Regions from separate parts of the Arabidopsis thaliana genome. Here regions 1 and 2 are each linked to region 3. A link is a contact called in public capture Hi-C data. All regions are on one chromosome and are shown on one strand. The core of a region is the stretch at or near the end of the contact, and the rest is flanking DNA. Distances in the headings are between cores, read along the strand shown. Region 1 holds the start of AT3G45260 (C2H2-like zinc finger protein). Region 2 holds the start of AT3G44980. Region 3 holds the start of LAS1 (lanosterol synthase 1).

Region 1 (5,081 bases), core at 2,008-4,507, 81 kb after region 3:
GACTTGGTTATTTGAATGATATTGAGACTGCGTTGCAGGAAACACGACAAAAAAGAGTCGCTGGAGAAAATGATGTAGTACTCTGGAAAGGGAGAGACGACCGGTTTAAACCGGTTTTTAGTACGAGAGAAACTTGGGACGCAATCCGAGAAGCCAAGCCACGAACAGAATGGTATAAGGGTATATGGTTCGCCCATTCAACCCCAAAATACTCTTTTATCTCATGGCTTGCAACAAGGAACAGATTGGCCACAGGTGACAGAATGCTACGTTGGCGGACTGGAGTGCCCATTATGCGTTCTCTGTCAAGCACCATTAGAAGACCGAGATCATCTTTTCTTTAGATGCAAGAACTCTGAGGAGGTGTGGTCCGGGCTAAGTCGTACTCTTCTTGGCACAAAATTCACAACAAGATGGAGTGAAGTCCACAAGACACTCATAGACAAAACCATTGGAAAAATCAACCTCTTCTTAATAAGGTATGTCTTTCAGTTGGCGATTTACTCAATTTGGAAAGAAAGAAATTGTCGAAAACATGGTGAAGCTGAAACACCATCAGTCCATCTAGTCCGAAATCTTGGCAAGCAAGTTCAAAACCGCATCTCATCAATAAGAGAGCAAGGGAATCGCACCTACGATGCATGCATGAGCGTATGGTTCTCCTCAAGATAAATCATAATAGAGTCGTAGCTCATTAGTCTCTATTCTTTTGATTTCTATGTTTTAAATACAAACTTTCTACTCAAACGATGCACTTGTTGTACAAAAGTTTTTCGAATAAATTTTAAATTTTATTAAAAAAAAAAAAAAAAAAATTTTAGATATCAAAGTTTCAAAAAAAAGTTTAACCTTTCTACGATGAAAAAATAAAAAGTAACAAACTACGAACTTTTCATAGTTTCTTTTAGGGTCTTTCAAAATTAAAACATGAAATAATTACAAGAAAAAGAAAAAGAAGAATAAGAAGAATAAGAAAAGACATAGCGTATGTTTTGCTGTGCATGCATGGTCAGAGGTTTCGTCATGCATGCAGAAGTGGACCCGAATAGCTTCCCATCTTCATCAACCGAGTGGACCCATCTGCAACACCGAGTTGACTCAGAGATTCTCTCCTGAGTCAAAAGTCTCATATTTCACCGTTTTCTTCGCCGTGCTTAAACCATCCTCTCGTCACTTGAATCTCATACTTCACGTCTCTGCACTTAGAGAATATCATAAACAGAGGAATCTCGATATTTCTCAAAACTCATATAACATAATGTAATTTACCTTATAGTATACATGAACAATACAAGATTACTGGTTCATGTCGGCGGTTGGTGTGCCGTCCGTGGAGGCCGGAGGAGACGAGTCTGGAAGATTATGGTTGACCATCAATAACGGCCAAGAACGGTGTTGACTTCCCACACCAAGAAAGTCTCTCGTGAAACCTCTTTCATCAACTTCCTTAGTTTTGATATTCTCTGCTTGTTTGTTGTTGAAGATAGAGGTCATTAGACCAAAAGTCTTGCTATTGCTTGAGCTTGATGATGATCTCTTTGATCCCATTTGAGCTGCCTTTTGTAGCAATGCCGTGGCTGACATTGATGCTATTTGTCCACCGTTTTGGTTATAATTATTAGTGTTGTTTCGTGCTTCCGAAGAGAACAAAGAACCATTACTAATCACATTCTTCATCTCATGTTCTTCTTGATTTTTGGAGATTCCCCTTTGGAGAATGTTGTTGTTGTTGTTGTTGTTTTCGTTGAGAAGCCATTGGTGAGATGATTGTCCTTGTAAATGCCATAGATTTTGAAGGGAGTCGGATGCACTACGAGGTGATGGAGATGATGAGGACGCAAAAACGTTGGTTGGTAAGGTTTGTCCCAAAAAGGCAATGTTATTGCGATTGGTATTAAAACCAGGTTGGTCCAATTGTGACGAAGTAGTATTAAGCTGTCGTTGTTGATGATTTTGGTTGATATTTCCATGGTTGACTTCCACATCCAGGGCATTGTTCAAATATGCGGGTGCTGGTGGAACTGAGACAAATCTAGCACTCTCTTCAGCTAAAGCGTCACAGAATGCTCTATGTGTGATGAAACTATCTTTCCTGTTCCAATCCAATCATCCAATATATACTAATTCAATAAAGAGATCTTAGCTGATTTTAGTTAAAGCCAATTGAATTTAAATTAAACTAAATGTTGTATGACATTGTTTTTCATGAAATTTAAATTTCGCTCTTTAACAAAAAAATTTGACTTAAAAAAGGGTGTTGTAATACATACCTGGAAAAGAGGGTACCACAGTCACATCTGTATTCTTTAGTACCACAAATCTTGCTATGAGCTTTCCAATCGGACATGACAGCATATTTCTTGGAACACTTGTCACATTTCCACTTCTTTTCACCATGTTTCCTGCTGAAATGCTTCTTAATTCCAGTTAAGTCACCAAGGGCTCGGGCCGGGTCATGGTGTACGCAAGTCTTCTCTGGACAGATGTACACTTTTTTCTTCACTTGCTCCTTGTTTGTCCTTTGCTTTAGCTTCCATGGAAGGTTATGGCCTCTCCGGTGAAGCTGAAGGTTCTGGTCTCTCTTAAATCCTTTGTTGCAAACCTCGCAGATGAATCGATTAGTTGTCATGAGGGAGTTTGGTGATAGAGCGATGACTTCTGCATCTGGATCTGGTGTTTAAATTTCATTTACCAAATAAGAACCAATGAATTAATTTATGATAAATAAAAAAGAGATCCAAAGCTGGAACAAGAATATTGTTCTTGATCGAAAAAAAAAAAACAAATTAGCAAGAAATTCATCTATTTTATATGACAAGTCCTAGATTTAGATTAAGTATTTATATACATGCCTGGATTTCCCGGGAGATTTCTCTTCCTCTTGGCTGAGTTAGAGGAGGTAGGATTAGGGTTAGGGTTAGGATTTGGAGCGATGTGTTCTTGGTGAAGGACATAGCTGGGAAATGAGAGGGGATGATGATCATCTGGCATCATCATGCTGATATTGGTTTAGTTGAAAGACAGAGAAAGAGAGAGTTTCTAAGTAAGAAGACAAAACAGGTGGACAGAGAGATATACAGAAAAACTCTTTAATTCGTCAATACAGTTCTCTACTAAATCAAGTAAAATTCTGAGAGCTAGCAAGAAGACAGAGAGAGTTATGAAGAAGAAAACAAGTAAGAATGTAACTAATTATATATTTCCATTATACTATATAGAGAGAGTTATTTTTATATACACCTAATTTTTTAAAAAATATATAAAATTTATGATTTTATTTGATTTCCCATTATAATATAGGTTTTGTAAGCTGACTATTATATTTTCTTATGGCTGTTAGCGTACAAGAAGTTCAACTATTGCTAATAGTCCTTGTTTTTTTATATATCAGAAATTCTTATTTCAATTAATTGATGAATGTTTTACACTAGTTTCTTAATAAAAACAATCCCACAAGACTTATAGAGAAGTAAGCACTAGATATTTCTAAAAGTTTGATGACTTGAAAAATAGGGATGCCCATTTTTTCCAAGAAAATTTCAAAAAGAATTTTGTTTTTGATTGTTTTTGGGGTCGTCGGTACAAATTTTTATTATAATAGAATTTTGTTTTATTATTTGTGATAGTAAGCTTTTGGACACTTGCAAAGAGTCCTGTAGCATAAAACCAAAAAGAAAGCTGGCGAAGAGGGAATCTCTCTCTCTTCACACACGACTGTTCTTCTTACAAGTCGGTCAGCGATAGACTCAAACTGGACCACTTTCTATCTCTCTAATTCTCTATATACTCTCCCATCTACGTAACGCAAAGTATACATACGTACTCAAGTCAAGTGTATACGTACAATACAATCTACAAATACATAAATACATATAGGGTGCATAATTTATCTATGAGGTGTGTAAACTTTATGACATTTCTAACTGTAGGCTCTTTGGATTTTTCGGAGTCTCTTTTCATCCCATATATATATACAATGAATTCATTTATATATATAACAAATCAGTTCGATAAGTATATATGTAAAGCCGAGGAGAAAAGTATAAATAAAAAACATATAGCTAGGTTAAACCAAGGCCATGTACGACGACTACAAACAACATAAGTGGTTTTATTCAGACTTGAAAACAAATCTTTTTGGTAATTAACCAAAATAAAAATAAAAAATTGAGTTGGAAGGTTTTGTTATCCTCTTTGTTATTTTAAAGCTAACAATTTTAAGATACTAACTAATAACTCAGAATTCCTTAACTAATTCTGTACAGTGTGTGTTTTAGCTTAGATAAATTTCTTTTACATCAATTAACCTGCTCTAGTCTCCCACACGAGGATATTATGAGATTTAGATCCATTAATCAAAAAAAAAATTAATTTACATTTTGAATTTTTAGGTAATTATATCTTGAGATCAATCTCAATATCTCATGATTCTTTCTTATAATATCTAGAGTCTCTAAGAACCTAAGTTCCTAATCATAAATCCTAACTACTTCTTGGGTAAGAAAGAATAAAATCCAAAAGAAGTGATGTAGAGTTCTAAAATAGACACAAGGGTCGACAAGGTTTGGATGGGTCCCATGGAAAAGGAAGATAGATCTCATCTGCTTGTTCAGCCAAAGAGATACTGTTCCTTCTCCCTATCCAAAATCTGCTCTGAATTTTCTTATTCACTTTAGTTTTCCTTTAGAAAACCAGAAATGATTTTGATCATTTTGAATAGATCATAAATAAGGTAATCTTGTGCTAGAAAAAAGGAGGAATTCTTAAACATAGTTAATGATCATGCAGGTTGATGATCTCCCTAGTCTAGAATTTGAAGGGCATCATTAATAGATTAGGATAAATGGTGATATATTATATATCCAAGACAAGTCCATTGATTCTGCCAACCAAAATAATTTTTGGATTTTGTTTGTCTTATTGGAAAATACAAACCATAATATAATGACAAACAAATCTTTAAACTTATATGTCTACTTTGTTTATGTACTCTCTCAAAGCAATAGGAAGTTCAAAGTGTCTGACCAAAATAATATCAGCTAGGACTAAACTAGTTCGTCTTGGGCTTTTCAAATTTTTGT
Region 2 (4,808 bases), core at 1,202-3,701, 77 kb before region 3:
AAAAAGACTCAAAAACTTATATCTAAAACATAATAAAAACAGTAAAAATAGGGTTATATCATGATGCCACCTATGTAATTGTTTACGTCTCTTTCTCATGGGCCAAGAGAGTGTTATGTGAGGTTAGTGGCTGGTCAGCTTTGGTTGCGCTCTCTTTAGTCAACGACATCAATATTGATATTTTTGGCTGTTATCTTCAACCTATATTTATACTATCTTTTGTTTGTTATGGAGTATTTATCGATTTTTCACGATCTTGCTAGTTACACTTTTTTTTATTTAGTGAATGTAAAATTTATTCAACTAAAACACCTTTATTACAATAAATGTATCTTTTTGAAAATCGAACGCTGGTTTGAAAAGTTTTGAAAAAAAATAGAGTTTTAGTTTTCTGAGTCGAACCATATCTTAACATTTTCATGTTTGTGTAGATCAAAGAGATTGATAGAGGAAATTTTATTGTGTAACAAGCGATCGAGAGACTTGATCAGTTGATTTGGTGCATTTGTGATCACACCATGTATGCGTATGTTCCGTTCCAATCAAAGTGAGTGGATAGTTGCTTGGAAGAGAAGCCTTAGAATAAAACCAATATTGCCTTTGAAAGTAGAGCCTTAAACCTCCATAAAACTGTTTGTGTAACTCCTTTGAAGTAGTCGACGAATTAGCACCTGCCAAACACGTGAAGAGAATGTACAAGTGAAGAATAAGTGCTCCCAAGTCTCCATCGAAGATTGACAAGAAACACACAATGGATTTAATCACTTGTTCCAATATGATATACACTCACCAGTGGTAAGCTTATTATTTGCAGCGAGCCAAAGCAAGAACAAGTGTTTCTAATTTTCTTGTAGTGAACAAATGAGGGTCTGACCGCAGATAACAAATTTACATGACTATAGAAGACACTTATTTAAATATCATGAATTATTATATTCTCTTGTTTCAGATTTCATATCGTTTAAAGTTTCTTCATACATTTTTTTAAAAAATCGTTTGTATCCTTCATCAAGGTATTGTATCATTTTCTTTACCCGATGATACATTAACATAATAGAGATAAAATTATACTTTATAAAAAAAAAACTATGCATTGAAAATATAAAAGGTTTTTTAGTAATAATAAGACCCCTCAACTAAAAATGGATAGTAAGAAAATTTATCAATTATTTATTTAGTGAAAAATTCCTTAACTTAAAATATGCTAATAATTTCTTTAAGAAATTTATCAATTATTTATTTCGTGAAAATTGGACAGACTATTGTCAAAATAAAATGCAACACTTTTAATTGTCTCTAAGGTTGATGTCGAATTCTATGCCTTTTAGAAAAGAATGTCTAGATTCGCCCAATTGTTTTAAAATGGTGTTAATTTAAATTTAGTAATTTGGCTTTATGGTTTAACAACTCGTATGAACCATTTGCATGTTTTAACAAGATTGTATTATATTCTCAAAAAATGTTTTACGATGGATCGTGTATGCAAATATAAAAAGCGATTGGACAAGTTTAAATAGACAATTTATACTAGATACATTATTTGTTGATTTTTCTTTCAATTTGTAGAGATATTTTATCTTCAAGACAATAGGTTGATGCCATGAGAATATGACCATATGGTCATTAGCGCGTGGACATTAAATATGTGTTTGTATAAGAATTTCTGGAATTATAGAAAAAAGTGATACACATGTCCTCAAGGGCATAATCTCACGATGATAAGTTGTTTGCTTGATCAACATTTTGTGGCCTTAATTAGAGAAGATGTAGATGGTGAAAAACCGAGATGAAGGCATACAAAGTAGCTAGAGAATATAGCGACCACACTCATGACCAATTTCCTTCCATATCTTGAAGTATGAGTTATATAGACAAGAGTTAAATGTGATAAGCATAGAGTCTATATATGATTCTCTACGATTAACTATCTATGCTTGTGAAGATTCATGATATGATTGGGTAGAGAAATAATGTGGTTACTATTGTTTGAGGAATTGAAGATCTCATTATCTTGTCTCGTGTTGTGACAATGATGTTTGTCCATAATACAATGTTCATTATAAATTTGGTTGAATGTTTCCAAACACAAAGTGGATATTTTAAGAATGACTAAATGATATATAATGATGTGAGTGCCCATACACAAGTAAATATTAGTCAAAGAAAAATGTACCTTTTACTTTTAATTAATGATTGTCATTCATATATAAACTTGTTGCTAAACTTCAACCGGTCAACATGAGATGGTCAAGAAACACATGTTGCTAAACTTCGAGTCTAAACACAATTTTGTAAATATGAATCAGATCTTTACATATTCTGATAAAAACATTAATCGTTCATAAATTTAGGGCACGAACTTTCTTATTCTGTTTTCACATTTGAATTTTGGTGGCGACGAACCTCATTCTACTTCCACATCAGATCCAAAAGACAAAAACAAATTCCAAGATGGCGGAGGTGCGTCTCTGTTAGCAACCTGAAATTATTCATCTCTTTTCTAGAAGAATTAGTAACTACATTTTTACAAAATTTGATAATAAAAAATTATTGAAGAGTTACCGTAGCTGGGATCGTCGGGCAAAAAATCAACCCTTGCATCGATTGCTAATAAGATGTATCAATTTGCTCGTAAAATTGAGGAAACGGATTTTTTTCTCTCATCCCCAAACTCATATAAAGATTCGATCGACTACACGTCTTTGAAAAGGTTTGGTTATATCTCTATAACATTGTTAAAAAACAAAAAAAAATTACTTTTTTTTGAATACCAGGAGGTTTTGGGCCGAACCCCGTAATCCCCCCAGACCCGAAACCACATCATATATAATACTAGTTTTGTCCCGAGCGTCACTCGAACCGGAGACCTTTAAGCTTCGCCTAGAGTCTTTACCAATTAAGCTAACGACATTTGGTAACATCGTTAAAATTGTACTCAACCTATACGTAAAAAAAATTGAAATCAATCGATGGACAAATCAGATTAAAGGTTGGAAGCGCGGCGGCTACGGTGGAGAGATACAGATCGCGCCATTGCAGCAGACATCTGTAATATAGCAAGAGTCAAGGTGAGCAAGAGGATCCGGTGCGGAGGATGAAACCACTGCTGATGGTTTTGCAACAGATCGATAGAGAAGACTTGGGGAGCAAAGAGGTCCCGCGGATCTAGTGACGATATGGCGAGGGAGACAAGTCTCAGAATGGAAAAATTGAGCCCAAGTGGAGTCGAAAGATTCATCCACTGTTGTCTTTGAATCGCAAGGTGTGGGCAGAGAATGAACTCCGTCGGAGAGCACTGCTTCAAAGAGGGGATTCAATAGCAGAGAAAAGCTCGATAGGTTTGGATTAAAAGGATTGCAAAAGAGAAAAATTAGATGGAAATGAAGCTTTAGATGGAAGGTAAACGAGACAGCTCGAGATATGAGAGAGAGGTTCCTACGCCGGCGAGCTTCAGCTCTACCGGCGTCGGAGAAGAAATAAGAGATAGCTTCTTCGATAATAGTGTCAGAGAGTTGAATGGGTACTAATATCCAATTTTTCTTCAAAAAGATGAAATAAATATCTTTACTTTTAAAAATGCATATATTGAATAAACTTATATTGAAAGTGCGAACAAACCCTAAATTAATCTTTGTTATTTCTTTTATTAGGTTGGAATTACGTGGTTGATTATGGTTAGAGTATATGTATATCGGTTGTAATGTATGTGTGACGTTAACGGGCTTTGAGCCCATCTCACATGACTCGTAGAGTGTCTGTAATATATAGGGCTATCTACGAGTCCCTTACTTTGTATGTTCTGAATGGAGTATTTCTTTGTTAATTGCGAATATACTGAGTTTTACTTTATTTAGTTATAAATCTTGTGATTTGTTTGACAAATTGGTTTACACATATTATACTCTCTTTCGTGTTAGATGATCTGATTGAGAATACTTTGGCTAATTGGTTTCAAAACTAATATTTGTTTACACCTATTATACTCTCTTTGTTCTGTGACGATTGATGTTGTGGGTATTTTCTTGTTTCATAAAAATTGATGTTTTGGATTAATACTATTGTTATTTTTATTTGTAACTTATAGAGAGAAAGGAGAAATAGAATTGATTATGTATTATTGTTTTGTAGCGTTATATCAATTTATCGGTGCAAGATGATAATGTACTTTGTAGATTTTGTGTTCTAATTTTAGCACAACTAATCGAAGCCATGGCCAATTTCAGATATATTCCCAAACCTATATTTACTACTCTATTCAGGAGCAGAACTACGTAGATGTGCATGGGGTCAAATAACAACAATAAAATTTTAAATTTTAACTTTTCGTCATTGATATTAAAGAATAAGCTAGATCAAATGGCTGAATTCCCATAGTTGATCCCATCAACATGTGTTTGCACTCCAGTTGACCCTCAAAATTTGAGGACTCTTGTTTTTTAACTGAGGCTTATGATTTATTTTAGAGTACATTTGGGAAAGTACCTTCTCTATGAGTTTTCCTTGGAAAAATACCCTATTGTTTTTTCTTTTAAAAATTGTTTTTGAATATATTAAATTACTAAAATAGCCTTATTAAAATTTAGTAATAATTAAAAAGAATTATACTTAAAACATAAAAATCCATTAATGAAATTTTAAAGATAATTCTTATCTTAAATAATTTTTAAAATAAATCGTCCTTACAAATATATATTTTTAAAACAATATATGATTCTGTTTGTTGTAAAAAAGAATATTTTTTATAGTCCAATTTGAAATAAAAATCAAAGATAAAATTTAGCCAGGAAGCAAGATTCAAAATAATTACA
Region 3 (4,429 bases), core at 497-2,996:
GTATGTTATGTAAGAACTTTCTTTGAAGCTTTTCAAAACCTTGCACTGTTTAGTGTACAATCGCATTTTTTTTGAGGTTATTGTTACAAATTTCACATATATCATATCTATTTTTTGACACCACACATTTTTGTTTAAGAATTTCAATTTAGAGAGAAAGAATAATTAAAGAATTACCAGAGCAGGCAAGAGAAACAAAGGGCCACCATAATCACCAGGCCAAAAACCATCTTGTGATTGAAGTATTGAGTAGAATCTCAAACTTCTTCTTAATGTAACATTCACCACTTCTTCATTTATCAATCTTTCTTCCCCCTCTTTTACTTTCACTTGTGGAAGTCTCTCCATTCCTTTTCCTTTCTCTTTCCAACACTATACGTTCAAGTTCATGTTTATATTTCAATCCAGTATTGGATAAAGATTTTCACTTTCTTTTAATTAAAATCTAATTTTCTCTAATTATACTTTAATAATCTAATAGCCTTGGAGATTAAGCTAATTTTTGTCACCGTTCATTTTTTTTTGTTCTTATTAATTAAGCTAATCTCATAGCCCATTTTGTTTTTATTCATAGCCAATCGTACATCTTTAAATTCGTTTAAAATCACAACCACTATTTTAAAGAACAAAGTATTATTTGAAATAGAAAAAATTATACTAATTACGTGATATTCACATTTTTTTGTTGTCAAACAATTTTCAAATCCTATCTTATCATATGTTTTGTCCATATATGTCTACATAAATGACACGATCGGATCTTATTTTCTGAAACCCAAATAAGAAGTAAAGAACAATGACTTTGACTAAAAAACGTTAAATCTCGGCCTTACAGAAATGTTGTAAACATGAAAGAACAAAATAAGGATGTGAGTGTTTTTATGCAGACTTATATGACTTTAAAATCACTAATGCATGATGGGATAAAATATCATTTTAAAGAATTTTTTTGTTTCTTAAAGTCTTCAAAACCTTTTAAAGTCAATATTCTAGTCACTCCCAAAATTAGCTGGCTTAAAAAAAACTAAGACATATCAAAATATAATCGTCTCAAATTTTGAAATGTTCTATAGCCTTTACAGCTTTAATAAGTGACCTTTTACATGCAACTGTGGATCATGTGTTGTAAAAAAAGTAATCTAAATTTCACAGTTAGAAATATGCTAGCCATGATTTATAAAACTAAGTAATAAAATTATCAAGTTTTGGGTGCACAAAATAAAATAAAATTTTATCAAGTTTAAAATCTGAATTTAAGATAGTTGCTGCTGTACCAATATGCGTTATAAGGAAAATGAAAAAAAAAATGTACCTGAAAACGGTAGAGAAGATCAGAACTATGCTTAGAAGAAAACCGATTGAGAGTAAAGTTGCTACGAAGATGGTTAATGTGATGTCTCTCTTCAGAGGTTCCAAATTGGTTATCATATTCCCAAAACTGTCTTCCAACATGTTGATTCACGCTCTCTTCGTCTCCTTCCGATAACTTTAACCTCCACATCTCTTTCTTTATCTATCTCTCCCTCGATCTTGAATGTGAGATTCTTTATATTAATGTTTAAAATAAAAAAGACAGCTCAAGAAGGCAAATCTATATGTGTTCAAGAGACGTAATGGACTCACCAATGCCGTGAAAAATCTTGTTCACGTTGAAAGCAATGAAGCATGCAAGAAATTATGGATTTATTATTTAATCTAATTTTTTACGTGTAACTTATAATGTATATATGAAATTGTTAAATCACTGAAAGTGTTTTTGGTTTATATATGTGTTGTGATTACCAGATTTTATATAAGCAAATCAATGATTAAAATAACAATATGATCATTTTGTTGACGTATCAATCACCTATTTTTTGACGTTAAGTGCGAGATTGACCTAATAAAGACAAATTAGATTTAAAGGGATCTGTCACATGGAAGATAAAAGCATCTGTCTGTATTCACATGAAATAACATTCTCAATTTTTTTTTTATGTCGTAACTGAATAGCTGAGTATTCTATTCACATAAATTCCAGAATTAGGTTAGATTAATATTAGTTTGTCACCGACGGTTTTCGAGTAATGCAAACCCGGGAGTTCAAAGTAGGTCGAGATTAAAGGCTAAACTGAAGTTTAAATATATAGCCACATTGAGAAATGAAATGAAAAGAAAAGAAGCGTAGTCCTAATTAGGCAACTTCATCGAAAGACCGCCATGTGAAAATTGGAGGTCGTGACCGTCTCATCCGGCTTCCGGTGAGTTGTGCTTCCCAAATATTTCAACTGACACAAAAACTCGGTTTCAAGATTGACAGCAAAATTGTTGGTTGCCTCTTCCACAATGCCTAGTTGGCCATAGAAATTAAAATGATAGCTTTCTCGACATTTTAGAAGAGGGTCTTACTGTTAGTTTTGAAGTCAAGTTTTTTTTTGTCGACTAAAATAATTGAAAGCACAGTTAACTGGAAACCGAATACGGCTACCAAGACAATCCAAATTTCTCATAACAGTCTTTGGATGAATTTGTCTTTCGATGAACAAAACTATGATTATTGTAAATTTTATTTTTCTCAATCAATTTTTTTGGTCTATTGTTTCTTTTGTAAATGGATGTGAAAACATAGTTTTCTTTTACTTGGTTTGCATAGAACATTTACATATAAAAAACTACTCGATTTCTCTCTACTTACTGATGGTAAGTTTGTGGAACTTATCCACAAACTTCATTGACCAAAAAGATCATAATAACTTCAAAGTAAGAACAAGAAGTTATACAAACAGCTCATACAGTATTCATGCATCTTATCTTCTTCTTCTTTTTTAAATGTTATATCTTACTTAAAATAAAATAAAAATTGGTTTTTTTTACAAAAATAGATGATAACATCAAGTTTATTTCTGTATAATATTTTGTTACCATTTAGTGTTACTGATTTTCTAGTAATAATTATTTATTTTTTCAAATATTTTATTCTCTCTCTATTGTTTTGTTTTTGTAAATGGATGTGGACAAATTATTTTCCTTGACTTTATTGATATAGAAGATTTACATACCAAAGATATTAAGTACTCCATTTCTTTCCTAAACTTACTGACCATAAATATTATAATAAATTCAAAGTAAGTAAAAATAAGAATACAACTAGGTAATATGTTTAATACATTTTATCCAAAGATATTCATGAAATCTTATCTTATTTTTATTTTATATTCTATCTTACTTACAAAACTATGACAAAATGGACTTTCTTACAAGTATAGATGATAACACCAAACTAGGGGATAATCGGGGGTACGACCGGGTAATATATGACAGCTAATATATTTCGGCTATCAAAAAATCAACTTATGTGTCATCAACTTGTTATGTGATTATAAATATAATAAAAACTATTGCTTTCAATTAAACGATCTCTTACGTATTTAACTATTTATACATAATTAAAATTCTCATAATTTTTTTCTTTTTTAGATTAGTTCATAATTTTTTTGCTTTTTAGATTAGTTCATGAACTTATAAGTTCTTCTCAAAAGAATTAGTCTACCAAACCAAATATTCCTAACTTGTACTTCTTTCTGGGACTTAATTGGCATTTCTACGACACACCAATACTCTATGATTTATATAACTCTTTGCTTTTTATTCTTGGAATTAAACATGGATCATCATTTCCTAAAATTAATAAAGGCAGATAACGTACATTTTCCTCTGTGCAAAACGTTTTAATTTTGCTATATACATATCTACACTATTATTTGAGACGTACGTTAAGTGATTCTCAATTAAAAAAATTTTTTACCTTAAAATCATATGTTTAAAATATTAATATCATGGAAAAATTACCTTTAATTGAGAATCACTTAACTTACGTTATAATCTTGGCCATTCGATTGAATTATTTGTGTCCGTTCAATCTCTCGTCTTCACTTAAAAAACACGCAGATCCTTTTGACCCGGATTTAAACTTTTGAGTCATACGTTATAATCTTGGCCATTCGATTTAATTAATTGTAGCCATTGAATTTTTTTCAATAAATCCTACAACAAGATTTTTGGAGAGAGGATTTTTATTTATTTTCAATTATTATATTCCCTTATTCAATACTATTCATAATTACGTGGGTTTAAAATTGGATAACTAATTATACTCATATATCAAAGGAATTTACAATATTATATTCTAAAATATTACTAATCCAATTATTTTTTTAAAAATATTTTCTAATCAAATCTGCTTTATTTATAGATATAACATTATAAATATCGAATTAATATGTTTGAATTCGAAATTGGGTTAAATATTCTAAATTTATTTAAATAACTGGAAAATAATTTAAACTAAACTATTTTTTATGTTTGATATTTAAAATAGAAAAAATATGTTTAAACATTTAAAAATAAGATTAATTACTTTTTTGGTTTATATTAATTTTTGTTAATTATA

What was found. Capture Hi-C pulls out chosen DNA fragments and counts their contacts.
Region 1: a capture Hi-C map of root shows a contact between it and region 3, with 3 times the contacts expected there. A contact is called at or near these places in 8 of 26 Hi-C or Micro-C datasets (callus, cotyledon, root and 2 more) and 2 of 3 other capture datasets (root and seedling).
Region 2: a capture Hi-C map of seedling shows a contact between it and region 3, with 3 times the contacts expected there. A contact is called at or near these places in 5 of 26 Hi-C or Micro-C datasets (callus, root, seed embryo and 1 more) and 3 of 3 other capture datasets (root, seedling and shoot).

Annotation. Positions count from the first base shown.
Region 1 is chr3:16,595,554-16,600,634 of TAIR10.1, forward strand. It overlaps AT3G45260 (C2H2-like zinc finger protein), which reads right to left and starts at 3,258. Exons shown (of 4, transcript NM_114395.4): 1 at 2,853-3,258; 2 at 2,271-2,670; 3 at 1,270-2,092; 4 at 805-1,196. The coding sequence starts at 2,997. The coding sequence ends at 1,297. It also overlaps the pseudogene AT3G45256.
Region 2 is chr3:16,438,572-16,443,379 of TAIR10.1, forward strand. It overlaps AT3G44980, which reads left to right and starts at 2,452. Exons shown (of 5, transcript NM_114367.1): 1 at 2,452-2,460; 2 at 2,568-2,710; 3 at 2,990-3,068; 4 at 3,185-3,338; 5 at 3,400-3,527. The coding sequence starts at 2,452. The coding sequence ends at 3,527.
Region 3 is chr3:16,516,022-16,520,450 of TAIR10.1, forward strand. LAS1 (lanosterol synthase 1) reads right to left here and starts at 1,747. Exons shown (of 18, transcript NM_001339194.1): 1 at 1,624-1,747; 2 at 1,313-1,529; 3 at 178-372. The coding sequence starts at 1,501. AT3G06975 (a long non-coding RNA gene) reads left to right here and starts at 2,046. Exons shown (of 1, transcript NR_141294.1): 1 at 2,046-2,438.